Regions from separate parts of the Sus scrofa genome. Here region 1 is linked to region 2. A link is a contact called in public HiChIP or PLAC-seq data. All regions are on one chromosome and are shown on one strand. Each heading gives the region's core, a stretch centred on a gene start, on an enhancer-like site or on the middle of the called end of the contact. The rest is flanking DNA. Distances are from core to core; before and after follow the strand shown. Region 1 has its middle 180 kb from the start of NKIRAS1. Region 2 has its middle 170 kb from the start of UBE2E2.

The links. HiChIP or PLAC-seq counts read pairs in DNA pulled down with a chosen protein or histone mark.
Region 1: an H3K27ac HiChIP or PLAC-seq map of alveolar macrophages shows a contact between it and region 2. The contact joins two enhancer-like sites. A contact is called at or near these places in 2 of 2 datasets of contacts at active chromatin or transcription factors (alveolar macrophages and skeletal muscle).

The regions. Positions count from the first base shown.
Region 1 is chr13:10,531,911-10,537,333 of Sscrofa11.1, forward strand. No RefSeq gene overlaps it. Among named protein-coding and RNA genes, the nearest start is that of NKIRAS1, 180 kb to the right of the region's middle. Within about 2 kb of position 2,696, at least 33 of the 83 cell types and tissues checked have an H3K27ac peak or open chromatin away from gene starts, as enhancers often do. A contact at or near this core is called in alveolar macrophages, where this site is marked.
Region 2 is chr13:9,827,371-9,832,783 of Sscrofa11.1, forward strand. No RefSeq gene overlaps it. Among named protein-coding and RNA genes, the nearest start is that of UBE2E2, 170 kb to the right of the region's middle. Within about 2 kb of position 2,756, at least 8 of the 83 cell types and tissues checked have an H3K27ac peak or open chromatin away from gene starts, as enhancers often do. A contact at or near this core is called in alveolar macrophages, where this site is marked.

The sequences.
Region 1 (5,423 bases), core at 1,446-3,945, 700 kb after region 2:
CTCCATATGCCGCGGGAGCGGCCCAAGAAATAGCAACAACAAGAACAACAACAACTAAAGACAAAAAGACAAAAAAAAAAAAAAAAAAAAAGAATACATTTGATCAGAGAGTTACCTGGTGGCTCAGTGGGTTAAGGATCTGGATTTGTTGCTGCTGTGGCTTGGAGTCAGTTCCTGGCCTGGGAACTCCTGCATGCCGTGGCAGCAGTCTTTCCCCACCCCCCGAAAAAGAATACATTTGATCAATATCCTCATGGACGTAGAAGCGGATGTTACATCTGGTGAGTCAAATGGAGGTCTTAAAATTAAGCTTTGATGGCTGCAGTTTAAAAAAAGTAGATGAGAAAAATAGCAGAATGAGCACAGCTGAGGAACTAATTAGTCAGATGGAAGACTGAGCTAAGGAATTCCCTGAAAAGACATGAAAAGTATGAAAAAAAAGTCAGGAACATGGGAAATCATTTCATAAGTTCCCACATCTAGCCAAAACATTTTCATAATGGAGAACAAAGTGGATAAGTGGGATAAAATATTTCAAAAGAAAATAGAAGAGGAATCTAAAACACGGCGCAAACGAACCTATCTACAAAACAGAAACAGACCCACAGACATTGAGAACGCACTTGAGGTTGCCACGGGCAAGGGGTAAAGAAGAGTGACAGATGGGGAGTTTGGGGTTAGTAGATGCAAACTATTACATTCAGAACAGATAAGCAATGGAGTCCTACCGTTTAGCACAGGGAACTACACCCAATCTCTTGGGATAGACCATGATAGAAAATAAGAATGAAAGAAGGTAAGAGAAAGAGAATGTGTGTATATAAATATATAAAACCGGATTACTGTGCTGTACAGAAGAATTTGACTCAGCACTGTAAATCAACTATACTCCAATAAAAAATAAATTTAAAAAAAAGTATGAAAAAAAAAGAAACATTTCCAAAAAGTTAATGAAATACATGAGTCCTCTGAACAAAAGTACCCAAAAGACCAAAGCAGGAGAAATCAAAGAGGCCACATACATAGTGGTGACACAAAGATGAGATGTCAGAACACCAAGGACAAGGAGAGAGTCCTCAGTCTTCCTGAGGGAAAAGCAGATTGTACACAGGGAAAAAATTAAAGAGCTATTTCATATTTCTGGGAGAAGATGGTGAAGTTACATCTTTCAAATTCTGATGGAGGAGTTCCCTAGTGGCTCAGCAGGTTAAGGATCCAGTGTTGTCACTACCTTGTGACAACCAGCTACTGTGTCTTGGGTTCGATCCCTGGCCCAGGAACTTCCACATACTGCAGGCACAGCCAAAAAAATTAAGAATAAAATAAAATTCTGTCAGAAAAAGCTTGTGGGAATTCCTGTTGTGGCTCAGCAGGTTGAGAGTACGACTGGCACCAATGAAGCTCCAGGTTCAACCCCTGGCCTCGCTCTAAGGATTGAAGATCTGGTTTTGCTACGAGCTGTGGTATAGGTCACAGACATGGCTTGGATCCCACATTGCTGTGGCTGTGGCATAAGCTGGCAGCTGCAGCTCTGATTCAATCCCTAGCCTGGGAACCTCCATATGCCACAGGGCCCTAAAAAAAAAGAAAGAAAAAGAAAAAGCTTGTGAATATAGACTTCAAATGAAATTATCATTCCCAAGAGAAACAAATATAAGCATTCAGACGGGTAAGAACTCAGAAAATGTACCATTCACAGACCCTGTTTGAAAGGCTTGGTAGAGAATGTACTCTCTACAAAACAACAAAAACTAAAAACAACAGCATAGAGAAGCAATCAGAAACAAAGAGAAAACTGGGAGTTCCCTGATAGCCTAGCAGTTTAAGGATCTGGCATTGTCACTGATGGGGGTCAGGTCACTGCTGCGGTGTGGGTCCAATCCCTGGCCTGGGAAATTCCACATGTCACAGGCCAGACCAAAAAGAAAAAAAAAAAAAAAAAGGAAAAAAAAAAAAAAAGGAAAGAGAAAATAAACGGGTGAAATGCAATAAGAAAAACAAGTAGTCATCAGGAGTCCCGTTTAGGGAAGACGGATTAACGTTCCCAAGTAGTAACCTGGCTTAGGATCATTTTCAAAGTATCAAGCCAGAGAACATTGCCAAAAGGGTAGCCTCTGTAACGCCTGGAGGAACTTTGCTGAAAATTGGTAAATGCGCAGTCGAGAGGATGACTCAGTTGATACGAAGTGTGAGATTAAGGTCCGGCCAGGGCACATGGTCCGGCCCAGGGTGTTTGTCGACTGGACCAAAAGTCTTTGTGGAAAGGACATCCTGCGAAACGCCCGCCCACTGGTCAGTACGCTCTCCTCTCAAACCACAGACTCTCTTATTTTGTAAAACTGTGTTTGACTCAGAATGAATTTGTATAATTTGCCCTTCTGGTCTTTTCTATGAGAGCGCTTAAATTATTCCACTGAAACCTGCCAAAAGCTTTCAAACCTTTAGCACCGACTGGGAAGTGAAATTGAATAACAAATGAGCTCAAGTCAGGGGGGAAACTCCTGTTTGAAAAGAAAGGATGCAGCTGCTTTTGAACGTTTTGCTTCAGACCCCCTTATTTAGAACACCTCTTAGAAGTTTCGACCTATTTGCTTTTCTCTGATGGATTTGATCCTTTTGGAGTCAGCTGCCTCTTGCAGGGCGGGCGGGGCGGCGGGGTGAGTGGGTGGCCGGCTTTGTTTCCGGAGCTGGGTCCACGGTGAGGACAGCCTACTTTTTTTGTTTGTTACCGCATCGGGGACTTTAGTGATCTCCCTGTCCTGAGGGATCAGAGATTGGTAATTACTTTCTGTGGAAGGGGGAGCCCGCCGCCCTGCAGCCTGGCAGGTTTGCTAAAAATAGCGGCTCTGGGTTATTTTTAAAAACCCTCGTGGAGGGATCGTGACCGTGAGTCACGTTTATCTCTGGGGTTTGCCCGCCGAAGGAAAACCACACAGGCCACCTCTGCAGAAAAACAGGTCACCTCAGCTCACCTAGGAGGAAATGGAGATGAATTTGTGCACGTGGAGTTTTAAGACCCACTTGAGTTTAGAACAGATATTCCGTGTCCGAAGCCTGCGCACTATTTTCTCAGCGCAGGCGCTTAACTAACGTTTGTCACGTTTCTGTACAGCTCTTTCTACTGATTGTTTGATTTATTTTATTTTATTTTTTTCCTTTCCTGGGACTATTCCTAATCTAACGAAGAGGTATTCTCTGAGGAAGAATTCCATGGCTTAAGAGGTATCCGTCTTTCCTGAGACATCAATTCCACTTGCTTACAGAACATTAAAAAGAAATTTTAAGTGATAAATGCATTAATCTACAGCTACTTATGATTAGGCTGTTCTGGCTAAAACAGAATACATTATCTGTAAGACATCTTTCATACTCCCAAGGCACTTTAAAATAATGAAAACACATAAAATAATATCTAAGTAATTAAAGTAATGGCAAATAAAAACGTAGCATTATATGGAATTGCCCTATTGGAGTAATCCATCTCTTTTTATAAGCCCTTTGTGACACTGCTATTAATTTTTAAGTAACAAAATATTGCTCTTGAACCAAAAATGGGATATTAACTAACACGTACACTATTAATTGCTTTGCAAAGGCAAAGTGCTAAATTCTCATTTATAAAAGTCAGACTTTGAGGTTATCTAAAAACATCCATGCACAGTGCTCTCTTCTGAATCCTCTAAGCTGTGGAGGTGCCGGGTAGTGAAGTCACACAAAGAATTTCATTAGACCCTGTGTCTTGTGTGCATGGACAAGCCTGGTATTGCCCACTGTCTTTCCCCACTTCCCATGGTCATTCTTTCCATCCCCTCTTCCCTGATGACTCAGCTGTTTATTCTGCCATCCCCTTTCAGCTGATGGGCTTTCTGAACTAAGAGTAGGACACTTCCAAAAACAACGTCACCTTCCTCTTCTGTCCCCAGACCAGCCTGTTCTCTTGGCAACCTGCCACCATCAAAATGTCTCTGATCAATCCCCTGGGTCCCACACAATTGACCTGGTGGCCCGATTTTCTCTGTTCACCGGAGTGTGGTTGAGTCAACTGTCCTGGGTTGTCCAGCCCCAGGGGACTCAGCTCTCTCAGGACCACACTCAGTGCCCCCCGGGACACACCTCTCACTCCTGGACCAGGGTGAGAGACTGAGGGGGTGGGACGCTGGGAGCCATTCACTCTTGGATTCAGGATTCTGGATCCTGCGCCTCCTTCCACTGTGTGCCCCGACTTATTCAGAGGCCAGCCCTCCCAGCCCCCAAGTTACACGTAGGATTCAGTGGAAATAGCAAATAGCAGGCAGAGAGGTGAGCTGAAGAAGAAGATCACTTAAAAGTAGGAATCAGGGAGTTCCCGTCGTGGCGCAGTGGTTAACAAATCCGACTAGGAACCATGAGGTTGCAGGTTCGGTCCCTGCCCTTGCTCAGTGGGTTAATGATCCGGCGTTGCCGTGAGCTGTGGTGTAGGTTGCAGATGCGGCTCGGATCCCACGTTGCTGTGGCTCTGGCGTAGGCCAGTAGCTACAGCTCCGATTAGACCCCTAGCCTGGGAACCTCCATATGCCGAGGGAGCGGCCCAAGAAATAGCAAAAAAAAAAGACCAAAAAAAAAAAAAAAGTAGGAATCAGGTCCCCTTTTCTTTGACTTCCCAGCTCTCTGCAAGGAACTCTCGTATTTCATGAAAACTGCATCCCTGGGTTCCTCAACTGTGACACTCATGGTGTATGCTGTAATAAACTGCTTCTTACCAGCACCTCTATCAACTCTTTGTCTGGGACCTACACCACAGCCCACAGAAATGCGGGATCCTTAACCCACTGAGCAAGGCCAGGGATCGAACCCGCATCCTCATGGGTATTAGTCAGATTCGTCACCACTGAGCCATGATGGGAACTCCTCTATCAGCTCTTTAGAAGGAAAACACCTGCTATACGTGTTTAAAATCATGAAACATCCTAACATTTTAAAGGGTACCTATTTTCCTCTTAGAGATTTTTCAATGTAAATTAATAGAGTAAATGTCTTGAGGATTTTCGCAGGAGAAAAAAAGCAGTTGTTTAAATTTGTTTCAAGCAGCCTTCAATCACAGGACCCCGTTTTTGGGGGCAGCACCTGTTAATATCTTGTAGGACCCGTGTCTGAAGAAGCCTCACTGGAGGGGACTGGGTTTTGGTTTGAAAAGGGAGATGCAGATGGAAACCTGCTCAGGAGCAAGGGGGCCCCTGAGCTCTACCGCCCTGTTTCCAGATCTGTGCAGTAAGGCAGGAACAGCGGTAGGTGCAAGGGCCCTGTGGTTCATCCCTCCCTTCTTTCTTCACTGGACACCACCCTCCCTCTTTGGACCCCAGGGGAAAGGGACCTGAATATAAAAGTGTGCCAGCCCCAAATGGGTGTGCTCCATTCTACTGCCAGAAAACAAACTTTGAAGCAGT
Region 2 (5,413 bases), core at 1,506-4,005:
TTTTTTGTACATGGGAAGGGTCCTAGGCTCATTAAGCAAGTATTTATAAAGCACATCCTATGTGTTGAGTGCTTTGCGGAGAGCTTCTTATTAGGTGTGTTTCTTTCACACACCTACGCTTCTTATTAGGTGTGTTTCTTTCAGATTTTGTTTTTGACATTTGCTCTTGGTGTAGAACCATATTTGCCACAATTCTTTAAATTTAATCTATGTATGTCTTAGGCTTAGTGCAAATCTTTTTGTACAATAGGTTTTCCCATCAGTTCTGTATTTTTAGTTTGGCTAGAGTTCACCTTTGAGTCATTTTTTTTCAGGGACCTTACATTGGTAAATACTTTGCTTACCTTTTCAGAGAGGGAATGAGATAGGTAGATAGATATTTAGATAGATGATAGATAGATAGATAGATAGATAGATAGATAGATAGATAGATAGAAAGATAGACAGACAGACAGACAGATAGATGATAGATTTTGCTAGAATAGATGCTTGCACCATTCTTATACCAAATCTTTGCCCCATCGATTTCCATAATCCATGCTGTTTTAAACTTTAATATTGTAGATAGGATATCAGAGTGAAGTATGATTTTCCCCTTTTGCAGGCCACCAGATTTTCTCCCTGGATGCTTTGGAAGTATTTGATTTTTTAAAAATAACCAGGATGTGTCTGGATATTTTTTTCACTGCTATAGGCAGATGCTACATAAGCCATTTCCATCCACATAATCAGGTTTCCCAAAGCTTAGGAAAGTTTTGTTCTATTATATGTTTGAAGGTCATTCTCATCTTTTTACTCCAGTCTCTTTTTAGAAATCTCAATTATCTCTGTTTCATCACTACTCTCTACCCCTAAGCTATCCATTTTTCATTATTTTTAACCCTTTGTCCATTTTTTCTCCATCCTGAAGAGTGGGTTCTGCATTTTCCTGCTTCAGAATCTTCCCATTAGCTCCTCTGTTTTTCCTCTCTATTCATCCGAGAGGAAGGTAAGTCTTACTCTGGCTAAGTATTTCCTCCACAGACTGAAAGGCTGGGTTCACCTGTTTCTTCTGACTGTCCTTGGCATCTCCTGCCAGGTTCTGACACAGAGGGCTGGTCGATGGCGACATCTGTTTCTTTTTTGGCCTGAATTAAATGATGTACAGTGGGTGCCAAGGGCATTCCCAGCAGAGAAATTTCTTTGCACAGCTTCTTTCCAGCGTTGGTGGAGCCACAGGGCCTCCAGCTTTCTGCTTCTGGTTTGTCGCCTGCAAGGCCTCCGTGCCAGGTGACAGCTGTGCCCCTGCCCACCTCGGGTCTCAGTCCTGCTGCCAGCCAGCCACCCTGCTGGACATGCGCCCTGTGGTTGCTGCATGAAACCAGCTGCTTCCCAGCACTGCTCACTCCAGCTCTGGGGACTGCAGGGTGGAAAAGAAACCCAGCCGCGTCTTCTACACCTCTCCTGGCCCACCCGGTCCATCTCCAGCCTGCGCCCGACAGGTCAAGGGCATTAAATTCTTCCAAGGTCTCCTCACCTGCCTCTGAGTGCAGCTCCCCACCCCCAGCCTCCCCACTGCTGCGGGCTGCCCCTCAGCTCAGGATAGTCAGAGTACCCACAAGCCCTGGAGATTCCCTTTGCAGCAAATGATCCTGAGCTGCAGCCGCAGAACAAAATCCATTAAATCCTGGATCCAATTCGTCAACACACCATGTGTTATCACCTAGAAACCATCACATTAGGGTGTTAATTTACAATGGTGTTGGTCCTTCTCTGGGTTCACTTAAATATTCTCCCTCAGAACAATGATAAAACTGGAAAATTCTTGCTCTCTTTGTCAAAACAATCTTCCAAAAAGAATGGAAGTTTCATTGTACACCTGAAACTAACACAACATTGTGTGTCAACTATACCCTGATAAATTTTATGTAAAAAAAAAAAAAAACCAAAAAACCAAACTATCTTCCTACTTTACTCCTAGTCTAAATGCACATACTTATCTTTTTTAAAAAAAATTTTTTGGAGCATAGTTGATTTACAACGTTGTGTTAGATTCAGGTGTACAGCAAAGTGATTCAGTTATACATATACATGTATCGATTCTTTTTCAGATTCCTTTCCCATATAGGCTATCACAGAATATTGAGTAGAGCTCCCTGTGCTATACAGCTGGTCCCTGTTGACCACCCATTCCATAGACAAGAGTCTGACTTTCTTTACTTAGATTGATAATCTCTAAGTCCACGCATATTGCTGCAAATGGCATTATCTGGTGTGCACAGGCACAGTCAACACTTTGTAACAAGAATCCTTACTTTAGAGTGTGCAAAGTGCTGGCACAGAGGCTATTTCATGACCCTTCAGGAGATGCGTTAAGAGAGAGGTCATGATGGACTCTGTTGCACAGGAGGCAGGAGTATGGTGGGTACCTAGTGCAGCGCTACCCCAGCAGCCCCCTCCACCTTAGACACCCTGTAATAAATTCCCATTGCTTCAGTCTCCCTGACCCTGGCAAGCTCTCCAGGCTGCCTCCCAATCACGCTTGCTCAGTCTTACAGCATCTCTGCTGCTGACCCTCCGTCCACTTTGGGTCACCAGACTGGAATTGGGCACTTCAGACATCCCTCTGCTTCCTGCCCTGCCTCCCCACCCCCCACCCCATGGTTGCAGCCCTGGCTCCTGGCTCACTCTGCTCCATGCCCTCAGCAGTGAAGCTGGGAGCCAGCCCTGCTCCCTCCCACGCCTAGTCTGCAAACTCAGTCTGGGCCAAGCTCTGGCCTCCCCAGTTGCCTAGGAGAGCAAGACAAATAGAGATGAGGAAATTAGGCCCCAGAGGCAGAATATACTATATGATCCTCCAGGCCAGGCAGCCCCAGTTGTAAATGCAACCTAGTCATCTACTAAGAGTGTGACCCTGGACAAGTGTCTCAGCCTTTTAAAGTCTCTATTTCTCAGCTATAAAAAGAACATAATGATAATACATTTGCCTCCCAAAGCCTTTTCACAAATATGAAATGAGATGGCTATAAGTTAAGTGCTAAGCATAAAGCTTTGGACCTAGGAAGCTGTCATAAATATTAACTGTCATTATTACTATTATTATTAATAAGGTCAAAGAATGAATAAGTGCCAGAGCTAGGAGTTGAATCTTTCTTTATCTCCTCATTTCATTTTTAATGGCACATAATTACAGAAAATTAGTATATGATGGAAGACAGAAATGGTCATGAAATAGCTTTTGACTAAATGTGGAGAGGTTTGATTACTTTAAGAGCTTACTAGAGGTCAGAAAAATATTACTTGCCCTAGATAAATATTACTTAGCTGTTTCTATTTTTTCAATTTTATTGAAGTATAGTTGATTTACAAGGTTGTGCCTTTTCTATCTTTTTATTAGGCTTCTCTGACAGGGAGCTCTAGCGGAAATATCACTACTGACAGGTAAGTCGAAACACATTTTCTTGGTCTTTGTTGCTGTAAACGAATACACGTTATTAAATCCAGTGTCTCGATAGCACTCTGCTAAAAGCATTCTGGATGGAATTGCTCTCTTGGGGGGCAAGCTCTGGACTCACGGCACAGTCATCGGTGCAATTAACATCAGCGATTTTGCAGTAGCTTCCTTGGAAGCTGAAGATGACCCAAAGAGGCAGTATGTTTGATGACCTGCACGTCAGGGCAAGTTCAGACTCTTTTTGGATGTAATGGAGTAGGAATATGCTTCAGAGTGCAGGGTCCAGAGGAAGCTTTCAAAGCAGCTCACAATACATGTGACAAGGCCCGTTGGTAATTAATCTTATGTGTTCCAAGGAAAGCCTATCAGGCCTTGCAGCTTCTCCCAATAACATGTCTGTAGTGGGTTTTTCATTTCATTTGATGGACAAATTGGCCAAAGCATTTATTGCAGGCCACAATCTTTCTGGATTTTGGACAGATTATCTTTTGATAGTTTGCAGCAGACTCAGCTACAGGAAAAGCGATGTGTTCTCACACAGATGATGCACTTTATCTTACACTGTGCAATCTTTGAAGGTCTGCTTCCAGATTTCCTGGCAAGGAGATGAATTCTGGGGCATCCAGAACTCTAAACGGATCCAGATTATCTCTCTGTAAAGAACTATTAGTGGTGGTTCTTGGGGTTTGCCCATGGTGATTTGCTCTCAGTGTCCCAAGGTTCAGCTGGGTGATTTTATTCTGCTCATTCTGACAATGACCCTGAGAAGATGTAAAATTCATGGCAAATTGAACAAGTGTAAGCGAATCTAATCTAGATCAGAGAGTAACTCCTCTGGGCCAGGGGCCATCATCAGCATTTCCCACTTACCAGCTCATTTGATTCTCCTTGCAGGCCTGTCACAGGGCGGGGTGCTATTATTAAGCCCATTTCAAAGATGAGGAAACTGATACTCAAAAGTGTTAAAGAACTTGCTCAAGACCAAACTGCCAGCAACAAGAAAAGGACTTAGCCAGATTCCCTGATTCTAGAACCGCTGCCATCTGCTAACCAGGGCCCTGCCACGCTCAGCCTCCTTTTTCTGATTGTCAAATGTGCCAGAACAAATCCCACAGTAGGAGCTTTGCCTCAGTTGTAAACACTCTTCTCATGGGTGGCTTCCTAATGTCCTCCGCTGCTCAGTGGAAACCCTCCCTGCTTGGAGAACATAGGATGCTCAGAGCGGTCTCAGTGGAGACGAGGGAGCTGAGGAGGTTGTCAGCTATCACCCTCCATCATGCTGAGGGCTGCAGGGGACCTTCTGCCTGGCTCTGTGCATGAACAGAAGCTGTGACTGCAGAGAAACGAATAACAAGGCCTCGAGGGGAAACATTCAACGTGGGTTGGCTTAGGGGTCACTCACATCCTCCAGACCCAGATGGCCTCCTTCCCCACACTCAGCTCTAAGTGTCATTCCTTCATGACCACAGACCAGTTCCTAGGAACGCCCACGTGTTCTTGCTTCCTTGTTCTCCTCTAAGAAGAGAGACAGACCATCTCTTCCTATTTTTCGGCCACGCTCACAGCATGCTTAAGTTCCTGGGCCAAGAATCCACAGCAATGACAATGCTAGATCCTTAACCCACTGAGCCACCAGGAAACCTATACCTTCCCATTAAGGGTAGAAAACTTCCCAGACATTTCTGGAAAACTCCCCTGCCCATCTCACTGCTTCAGGCTGGATCACAAGCCTTCTGAACCAAACCCTAAGGACAGGAAAACCCCACATGATGATCACATTATACCCAGATTTTTGGACCAATTACTGGTAAGGGGGTGGTGCTACCATGACTGAGTGATATTAATCAGGGCCAAGTGCTGGAGCCGGGTCACTCAGCCTTCACTGAGACATACAACCTCTTGGGAAGTGGTTTATTTAGGAAAGAACAAGGAGTAAGTGGATGCCAAGAGACTGTCATGCCCCCACCACACTTACTGGGG